Linked DNA regions of Sus scrofa: region 2 is linked to region 1. Evidence: chromatin contacts called from public HiChIP or PLAC-seq data. All regions are on one chromosome and are shown on one strand. The core of a region is the stretch at or near the end of the contact, and the rest is flanking DNA. Distances in the headings are between cores, read along the strand shown.

Evidence for each region. HiChIP or PLAC-seq counts read pairs in DNA pulled down with a chosen protein or histone mark.
Region 2: an H3K27ac HiChIP or PLAC-seq map of alveolar macrophages shows a contact between it and region 1. The contact joins the promoter of PTPN4 here to the promoter of TMEM185B in region 1. A contact is called at or near these places in 2 of 5 promoter capture datasets (fetal liver and liver), 1 of 47 Hi-C or Micro-C datasets (liver) and 1 of 2 datasets of contacts at active chromatin or transcription factors (alveolar macrophages).

Annotation. Positions count from the first base shown.
Region 1 is chr15:31,138,125-31,143,207 of Sscrofa11.1, forward strand. It overlaps TMEM185B (transmembrane protein 185B), which reads left to right and starts at 2,159. Exons shown (of 1, transcript XM_003359446.4): 1 at 2,159-5,083. The coding sequence starts at 3,002. The coding sequence ends at 4,057.
Region 2 is chr15:31,500,549-31,505,631 of Sscrofa11.1, forward strand. It overlaps PTPN4 (tyrosine-protein phosphatase non-receptor type 4), which reads right to left and starts at 2,430. Exons shown (of 27, transcript XM_005654169.3): 1 at 1,981-2,430. It overlaps LOC102162428 (a long non-coding RNA gene), which reads left to right and starts at 2,442. Exons shown (of 2, transcript XR_002339085.1): 1 at 2,442-2,642.

The sequences.
Region 1 (5,083 bases), core at 909-3,408:
TGCAGTGAGGGGATTCTGTCTACTGGGGCCAGAAGACCATGGCCTGGTCTAGACTCCTGCCTTCATTCCAGCTCCTCCAGGGAACTGATTGTCTAGCTGAGCCCAGTGTAATTACCTGAGTCCTTAACAAGAGAAAAGTCAGGCAGAGGAGAAGTGCAGCTGAAGGGGCAGTCAGAGATTTGAAAGTGGGAGAATGCACCACTGGCGGCTGTGAAGGGGGCCCTAGGCCAGGAGATGCGGGCGGCTGAGATTCATCCCTGGCTGACAACCAGCAAGGACAGGGGAGACTCAGTCCTCCAGCCCCAAGGCAATGAAGTCCTGCCAAGCTAAACCAGCCTGGAATCAGATTCACATCAGTGCCTCCAGCAGGGAACAAGGCCCTTGGTGAGACTCAGGCATAAAACCAGCTGAGCTCAGCCTATGCCCAAACTTCGGACTCACCAAAACTGTGGGATAAAACGTGGGCATGGTTTTAAGCTCTCCTTGTGGCAAGTTATTAACAGTCGCAACTGAAAACTAAGAACAAATACGTGAGCTCTCTGAAGACAGATGGCCCTGGCCTGGGAAGGAACAGCACAGGGCTTGCCATGCTGGCAGTGAGGACCGCGTCTGCCTGTGGGTTCCATGTACTCAGAGCCAGTGGGGAGGGAACTACTGAGCCAGGGCAGGGTCACTATCATGAGTAGGCTCAAATTTTTTTTTTTTTTTTTTTGTCTTTTTATGGCTGCACCTGCGGAAGCAGGCTCTGACCTCCCTTGGGAGGAGGACAGCAAAGACACATGAGATTGTGACAGCCCATCTCAAGATCCCCCTCCTGGGAGTTCCCGCTGTGGCTCAGTGGTTAAGGAATCCGACTAGGAACCATGAGGTTGAGGTTCGATTCCTGGCCTTGCTCAATGGGTTAAGGATCTGGCGTTGTTGTGAGCTGTGGTGTAGGCCACAGATGTGGCTTGGATCTGGCATTGCTGTGGCTGTGGCGTAGGCTGGTGGCTATAGCTCCGATTAGACCTCTAGCCTGGGAACCTCTATACGCCATGGGAGCGGCCCAAGAAAAGGCAAAAAGACAAAAAAAAAAAAAATCTCCCTCCTGGATGAGAACCAGATGCGTGTCTGGAGGTGCTCTAGATGCGTGGGAAACAGGCTCCAAAACTCCCATCTTGGCCACCAAGCTGGCAGCAAAGGCCCGAGGTCATGTGGCTTTAGGGAGGATCCTGGGGAGGATTTCTGAGTGTCCTAACAGGGGCCAGAAGAACTGGCTCTGCCACCACTTGCCTGGGGAGCTGCCAGCAGGTCCCCCACCCCCAGGCTTTACTTTCCAAAGTGTGGTGACTTTTTTTTTTGACTGCGCCAGCATATGAAAATTCCTGGGGCCTGAACCTATGCCACAGCAGTAACAACATGGGATCTTTAACCCGCTGAGCCACCAGCGAACTTTCTTTAAATGCAAAGTGTTTTCCATGTATTGATTCACTGAATCCTCAAAAAACCCATTTCAGTAGCTGGACTGGTAGAGTTATTTTTTTGTTTTTGTTTTGCTTTTTAGGGCCGCACCCACAGCCCTATATGGAGGTTCCCAGGCTGGGGGTCTAATCGGAGCTGTAGCTGCCTGCCTACACCACAGCCACAGCAATGCCAGTTCCGAGTCGTGTCTGTGACCTACACCACGGCTCACGGCAACACCAGATCCTTAACCCACTGAGCAAGGCCAGGGATCAAACCCGAAATCTCACGGTTCCTAGTCGCATTTGTTTCCTTTGAGCCATGACAGGAACTCCCACGCCAGATTTCTTGACCTCTTGGCCCTTGTCCCACTATTGTTCTGTCACAATCAGACTGAGGCGGGGGCAGATAAGGGTTAGGAACTTCAAGTGGGGAGCCCAGAATCTGAATCTCCATTCTGCTCCTAACCCTACTGTGACCTGGAGCAGGAAGCACCTGCTTGCTGGGTCCAGTTTCCTCACCCGCTCCTGGAACTTTTGGGAGGGGCCCTGCAGGGTCTAACACCCTCTCAGCACCTTCTCATCCTCTCTGGGCAGGTGTGAGATTGCACTGGTAGCCAGGCACCCTGCCTCCGCCATTTCACAAGCAGCCTGAGAACTGCCAGTGCCCCACCATGTCGAGTTCAGCCCCAGAAGCCATCTGTTCCAGGCACTGGGCTCCACCCTACCCAGTACACTGACTGCACGCACCAGCCCCTTCCGCCGCACGAGGTCAAGCCCACTGCCTCATGTCTCGTGCACACACACGTCTTCACATATGCACACCCACTCTGTGCATTCCTAGTTATAGCACCTGTTCGCTCGCTCACAAACTCCACATTCGCCCGTCCACCCGCCTCGCTCGTGCCCACGCGGTTCCCCCGCTCAGTGTCGGCTGCGCTGGAGCCCCAGTCGGTTGCCGAAGAGGGTGGGGCACCCGCGGCCGGCCGCGCTCCACCCACTCTCGGCCCCGCCCTTTCCCCACCTCCTGCCTGGGCCCTGGCCCGCCCATATCCGCGCCCAGCCCCGGCTCCTGCCTGGGCCCCGCCTCCCGCCTGGGCTGGCCGAGAGGATGTGAGCTCACTCCCGCCTCCCGGCTCGCAGCGCCGTCAGGAAGCGTCCGCCCGCGGTGGCCGCCAGCTCGTTGCCAACGGGCCGGCCGGAGTCGCCCGTCCCGCCCTTCCCGGCGCCACACGCAGTAGCTGCTTTCCAAATGGGTACGCAGTGAAGGCGGGCGGCCGCGGGGCCCAGGCAGCGCCGGGCTCCGAGACACTTCGTCCTCCGGGCCCGGCGGGTCGCCAGGAGACCGCCGGCGCGCACGCCACGCCCATCGCGTTTCCGGTCGGGCCACGTGACCAGGCGCGCACGTGTTCCGGCCTCTCGGCGCCGCAGGCCGGAAGCTCCTCCTGCAGGGCTCAGGGCTGTTTCCCACCTGGGTCTGACGCGGGCCGGGCCGGGGGAGGCGGCGGGCCCCGGAAGCAGCGCAGACGCGGTGGCCCCGGGTTGGGGGCAGCAGCCTCGCTATGAACCCCAGGGGCCTGTTCCAGGATTTCAACCCGAGTAAGTTCCTCATCTACGCCTGTCTGCTGCTCTTCTCCGTGCTGCTGCCCCTCCGCCTGGACGGCGTCATCCAGTGGAGCTATTGGGCTGTGTTCGCCCCCATATGGCTGTGGAAGCTCCTGGTCCTTGCTGGCGCCTCGGTGGGCGCGGGCGTTTGGGCGAGGAATCCCCGTTACCGCACCGAGGGTGAGGCCTGTGTGGAGTTCAAGGCCATGCTGATCGCCGTGGGCATCCACCTGCTGCTGCTCATGTTCGAAGTGCTAGTCTGCGACAGGGTGGAGAGGGGCACCCACTTCTGGCTACTGGTCTTCATGCCGCTCTTCTTTGTGTCTCCCGTCTCCGTGGCCGCTTGCGTATGGGGCTTCCGGCACGACAGGTCCCTGGAGCTGGAGATCCTGTGCTCTGTCAACATCCTGCAGTTCATCTTCATCGCCCTGAGGCTGGACAGGATCATCCACTGGCCGTGGCTGGTGGTGTTTGTGCCGCTCTGGATCCTCATGTCCTTTCTCTGCTTGGTGGTCCTCTATTACATTGTCTGGTCCCTCCTGTTCCTGCGTTCTCTGGATGTGGTTGCCGAGCAGCGAAGAACACATGTGACCATGGCCATCAGCTGGATAACGATCGTCGTGCCCCTGCTCACTTTTGAGGTTCTGCTGGTTCACAGGCTGGACGGCCACAACGTGTTCTCCTACGTCTCCATATTCGTCCCTCTTTGGCTGTCATTAATCACTTTAATGACCACAACATTTCGGCGAAAGGGGGGCAACCACTGGTGGTTTGGTATTCGCAGAGATTTCTGTCAGTTTTTGCTTGAAATTTGCCCTTGTTTAAGAGAATACGGGAACATTTCATACGATCTACATCATGAAGATAGTGAAGACGCTGAAGAAACGTCATCTGTTCCAGAAGCTCCTAAAATCGCTCCAATGTTCGGAAAGAAGGCCAGGGTCGTGATAACCCAGAGCCCTGGAAAATATGTTCCCCCACCTCCCAAGTTAAATATTGATATGCCGGATTAAACTCGTTGTCGGTGGGGGAGTGCCCACGAGTGGAAAAGAAACCATATACACCCGAAGTCCACCTTACTTTGGCCTCTTTGCTCATCCATCTCAAACTTGGAACTGATAACAGGCTCCAAACATCATTTCATGCCTTGTTGGAGATCGATGCCTACCAGTGACTCATCAGTATTTCATCGGAGATGTGGGAGGTTATTTTACCCTATAGTGGTGGGTGTGCCTGTGAGCGTGCACGATGTGCCTCCCGGTATGAGGCGCTTGTCTCCAGGTTGCTGCTGCAGAACCAGCTAGAGCTGTGCATTAAATTGTTTTAGTAGGTCTTCAGATGGGCTCAAGACACAGCTAGGGCTTTTTTTTTTTTTTAAGTGGTACTATATACCTATCAAAAGTATTGTTTTGAAAAGTATTTTTATACACTGCTGGCCTGAAATTGTATTTCAGATTGTGCCTGTTGTGACGTAATCAATAGCAAAAGTAAAGCCTTCTCCTTCCCACCACTTGCACATAAACCTCATAGTTGTTACTTTAGGCGTTCCTCCTGTTAGAATAGTTTTTCTTTAGGCTTTACTGATACAGGTTTTGAGTAGCCTCAGAGGTGAATTTTTCTAATGCAGTGAATCCATACAGATGTGATATTTATATGAATATTTTAGCCATGTAATATATTATGTTGAATTCTAGTTCTGTGCAGTAAAGTGTATTATGTTAAAGTATTTTTTTAAGTTTATATGTGAAGACACATGTCTATTGCAGATGTTGTTAAAGATTGCTTAAAACATTAATATGTACCTGGTCTGGGGTCTTATTAAAGTTCTAGGCATGAATATAGGGATTGAAAAATCCCAAGGATCTGAATATTCAGGTGTTCCAATGCCTCGGTCTGCAGAGTTTTAAGGTCTCTCTTGGGAGGAGCCACTGTCCTTTGGGAACAGGTGACATGCTCCAGGGTGGCACCAGACCATAAAGTGTAACTGTTATTTAGCACCTTGAATTTTTCCACACAGGCAAGTACATCTCTTCACGAAC
Region 2 (5,083 bases), core at 1,180-3,679, 360 kb after region 1:
ATCAGAGTTTAGTATATCTATGGGGAGGGAAGTCACATAAGTTAAAAAAAAATTAAAAAAGCATTGCAGTAAGTTTTTACTATCCCACATGAAGTACTTTATACATTAAAGTTAGGATTCTATGGCCTGTAACTGATGAAATCTAATTGTGAAAGCATATAATTTTTTTAAAGTCCTTCAATACATTGTACATTGGTCACAGTAGAACAGTTCAAATGAATTTTCCTGAGGCTGCATTCTAAGTACATCTGACCCAGAAAGTATTTTTAGCAGGTGTGTTCAATCAATGCTGGTTTTATGCCTAGCCTAAATTAGAAATTGGGTGTCACAAATTTAAAGTAACAAAGTTACAAAGGCCATTTTAAAAGATATTCAATTAGAAAATAAGGGGAAACCACAAGTTTTAAATAACTTAGTGCCCACAGCCCAGAATCTAAGCAGGTAAGAAAACAGGCAATAAGAAAGTCACATCCTCATCCATGACTACTTTTGAGGAAACTGTGATTTTTAAACTTAAACTTTAACCTAGTCAATTAATATTAATGAAACTACAAAATGGTCACCGCTGCTTGTGTTTTCAAAACCTCGTGCCAAATGTTTAAAACTGATTAGCTGAATCACAAATATTCCCATAGACAAAAAAAAGACCATGATTCTCTTCTTATAAACCATTCAAGATCATGATATTGTCATACACATGTTTTGACAAAAAACTGTTAACAGATCATGTGTGCCATTAAAAAAAAAAAAGAAAGATCCAGAGAGAGACATAAAAATAGCATTGGTGGTAACTGGAGCATAAATTTTGTCTGACAAAATCAGTGGATCCCACAGTATTTTGTCAGACTAAATTTACTCTCTTATTATGAGTTAGTAAAGAAGTTCTGTCTGATAAACTTTTGCTTTCAAAAAAGTCTTTTAAAAAAATCTGTATGTTGAATATGCCAAATTTAACTGATATAATATCTAGCTCTATCCCCTTAAGCACACTTAGAGCTCTGAATAATCATTTATTTTAAGGTCATCTCCTCCCCACCCCCTTAAAAAAATGAAAAATAATTTTTTTCTCTGGCAGGTTAAGATTCAAAAATCAGGATTAAAAAATGCCCTGGTTTTACTGTTCCACGGTCGTCTTCTTACTCAAATCATCTTTTACAAATCGGATACTTTGGCTTTAGGGGTTTTTTCCCTCCATCAACATGGTTTAAACTGGACTGTTTCAACTGTCAGCTCTGGTCACAAAAAACCTAATACTACCCCAATCTCGGATTCTAAAAGCAGTTGGTATACTGCAGACGTCCAGGTTCTCCGAGAAAAAGCGCTTGAAAATTCTACAAATCGGAGTGCCCATTGTGGTCACTATATAATACCTCCCAGGCATTAAGTCTCCCTTCTAAGTTTCGCAGAACCCATCTATACATATATCTATGCAATTGTAAACTGCTTCATTTTAAGGAAACCCTGGGGAACGCACTCGTACCTCTATTCTGCTAAACTCAACTTTTTTTTTCTGGGCCAACTACAGATTTCCTTAATACAAGTAGGCATCAGTAGATCTATAAAAGGCTTAAAACTTCAATGGTAGGGACTGTAAGCCCATACAGCACGCAGGAAGCGCTCATAGGACCCAATTTATTAAAATAAGAAAAAAAAATCTTACCAGCAATGGAAAACTCGGAAGATTCCAAAACCTCACCTAGAGTTTAGATGCCGTGGAACATTCCATCTCCGCACCTATTCCATCCCTTCTCCCTTGGCTCAACCACAACAGACATTCCAACTAAACCCCCCAGGAGCTCGGAAAGCAGGAGTCCCGCGAAGAAAGGGAGGAGGCAGGAAGCATCCTTTTCCCTTACTTTGGCATCAACCTCGCATCTCCAGCTGGCCCTGACTTGCCCCTACGAGCCCCAAGAGCCGCAGGTGACAGCCTCGCGTACCGCGCAGGGCCGAACGGCCGGCAGGGCTACGGGAGCCTCTTACCTTCGTATCCCAGCCGCGTCCTCCCGGCTGGAGAAGAAAAGCCCGGAGGCCCGGCTGCGCCGCCCCCAGGGCTCCCTCAGCGCCCCCCCAGCAGCCGGCGCCGCAGCGGCCGCGCCACGGCCCCGAGCCGCCGGCACCACCTCATACTGCGGGGCGGCCGCGCGCTCTCCCACCTCCCTGCGGGGATGAGCTAATCCGACCCCGCCACACTGCCGTGGGGGAGGGGAGCCCCGGAGCGGGGCCCGGAATCCGGCCCCTGGGGACCCTGGAGTCCTGAGCGAACAATGTGGGGGCCGAGAGGAGCGGAACTGCGTGCGGCGCTGCGCGAGCGGGCAGGCAATCCCGGGCAGCGTTTGTGTGTGAGAGTGCAATGGGAGCTCAGTCCCTCCCGCCTCCTCCGCCTCCTCCTCCTCTTCCTCCTCCTCCTCCTCCGTCTCCTCCTCCTCCCTCAAGCACACCCCGTCTCCCAGGCCACAGCATAGCAACCGAACATGGCGGCTGCGCAGACGCCGCCAGTCAGCAGCCAGGAACGGCGGTGGCGGCCACTGGAGGCGATCTCGCGAGAGACGAGGCCAAGCCCCTTCCCCGCCAGCACCGGCTGGAAGATGTTACACCAGCCCGAGAGCCGGGGGACGCGCAGGTGCGAGGGAGGCCGGACCTGGGTAGGTGGGGAGGAGGGGCGGGGCTCTGAGGCTCCACCCCGCGGCCCCGCGGCCCCTTGGCCCCGCGGCCGCGCGGCGATTGGTTACTGGAACTGCGACCCCCGCTGGACCTACTGACCTAAGGGATCGCCCGAAGGGGCAAAAAGAGAAAAACCGGACCTCTCGGCCCCAGGTTGTACTAACTTAAGTGTTAAAAGAGAATATAGGTTTTAGGATGCAGTTTTGAATCATTTCCTCTCCTAAATACCGACCCTGAAACAAAGAACAAACAACGTTCACTTATAAAACAGACGTTTGGGTGTCTCTGTGTGCCAGGAACGATGTACTTTTAAAAACTGAATTAATTCGTTCTAACCAAACGTATGAAGTGAGTGTTACCACGCCAGGGTTTGTAGCCTGGTGCATTCTAACATCCTATTGATGGCACAAACTTATTGGCGATGAGACATGACTAGGGGCGGCCGCGTGGAGGGGGAGGGGTTGTTAGCCAAATGATGGGAGGAAGAATTTGGAAACTGCTACATTTCCTTTTTGCATTCATTTTTGTCAGAGTTCTTTCCTGTCGTCTGGCACCTTCTTGCTCTTCCTTGCTCTTAGCCGCAGCGCCCCCACCAGAACCGGCCTGCCTAAAACCTTTCAAAAATCACTTTCTCTCCAAGCCGACAAAGTGCTCATTTACTGATGAGGGGTGGTTTTTGCAAGGTGAAATCTGGCACATTTCTACAAATCCGTGAAAGACAGCAATTTCTAATGACCATCTTCTCCTTTGCACCCCAGTTCAGTTTTTCCATTTTATTTTTTCTTTTTAGGGCCACACCCGCAGCATTTGGAAATTCCCAGGCTAGGTGTGGAATCAGAGTTACAGCTGCCGGCCTACACCACAGCCACGCCAGATCTGAGCCATGTCTGCGACCTACACCACAGCTCACAGCAACACAGGACCCCTAACCCGTTGAGTGAGGCCAGGGATTGAACCCAAATCCTCATGGATCCTAGTCGGGTTTGTTAACCGCTGAGCCACAAAGGGAACTCTGAGTTTTTCCATTTTTAAAAAGACAACTTGCCAGTCCCTGTTTTTCTGCGCTACCTCTTCCACTTAGTTTCCTTCTGAGAGCTTAGTTCCAGCCAGTGCTCATTCATCCTTCCCTGACAGGCTTTCCTGCCTGTTTCTCCATTTTCTGTGCCTAAGATCCTGTCCTCCCTCTATTGAAATGCTCTTCACTTCATCTCCGCCTAGCAACACTCAGTCATCCTGCAGCCACAGATCACAGAGGACTTACACCTGAAGAATTTCTTCCTCCTTTGACATTGATACTTCTAGATCATACACCTCCCTTTCTCTTATCACAGTGGACATTTGATTATGGGATACCTGTCCCTGCGTGGGCCACTTCTCCATTGTAAGTTACTGGAGGGCAGGGACCTTGACTGAGTCATCTTTGTGTCCCCTCTAATGCCTGATGACAGTGACATTGCCTGGTGTCAGAAAAATCTGTTGAAAGAATGAAGGGCTTAAATATTATATTGGGGGGAGTTCAAAAAGTTACTTGATGCAGAGCTGGCTCTTACCCAGCTTCACATCTGGTAAATTGCTGTGTCTCTGAGTGAGACTAGTCGGGTCCAAATGTGTCCTTATTGATTCCCTGTAGAGCCTTGCAACTAGTCCTCCAACTAATTTTCCTATTTCCAGACCTTCTCCCTCAGCCCATTCTTCCTACCCTCAACCATAAACTCTAGTGACCTTTTATGCAAATATAAATCTCACCTTTAATATAAATACAGCTGGAGCCTCAGCGTTGGAGGGGCAGGAAGAGGACACACTTTCTTTAGGGAAACTCCACAGGGTAAGTCCTTTAAGTAAACGGATGTACTCTTCATGTGTACCTACAATTCTTTAGGAAAATTGTGAAGAAACTTTTTAAAAGTTGAGATATAATTTCTATGCCATGTTGCTTTTTGGTATATTTGTGAAGTTGTGCAGCCATGACCACTACCTAATTCCAGAACATTTTAATCACCCCAAAATGAAATCCCATACCCAGGAGCAGGCACTCTTCCTTCCCTCTTCCCCCAACCCCCTGACAACCATCAATCTACTTTCTGTCTCTATGGATTTGCCTACTCTGGACATTTGGTGTAAATGGAGTCGTACCTCCAAGGTCTCTATGAAAATATTTATTACCTTTATTTCAGTTATAATCTTTAAAATATCAATATATGCCCATTCTGGATCATCTTGATAACCACCTTGTAACCAAACACTGCCACTTGATTTTGCATTTGACACCAAGAACTATAACTTATACTTTCTTGGGCTAATGAGAAAAAAAATTGAATCCTTTAGCTAGATGAAGGTTAAGCGTCCTCATGGCACACTGTACAAAAGTTTCACAGAAATTTAAATAGAGAAGAATACTGGAGAGTTCCCACTCTCCAGAGGG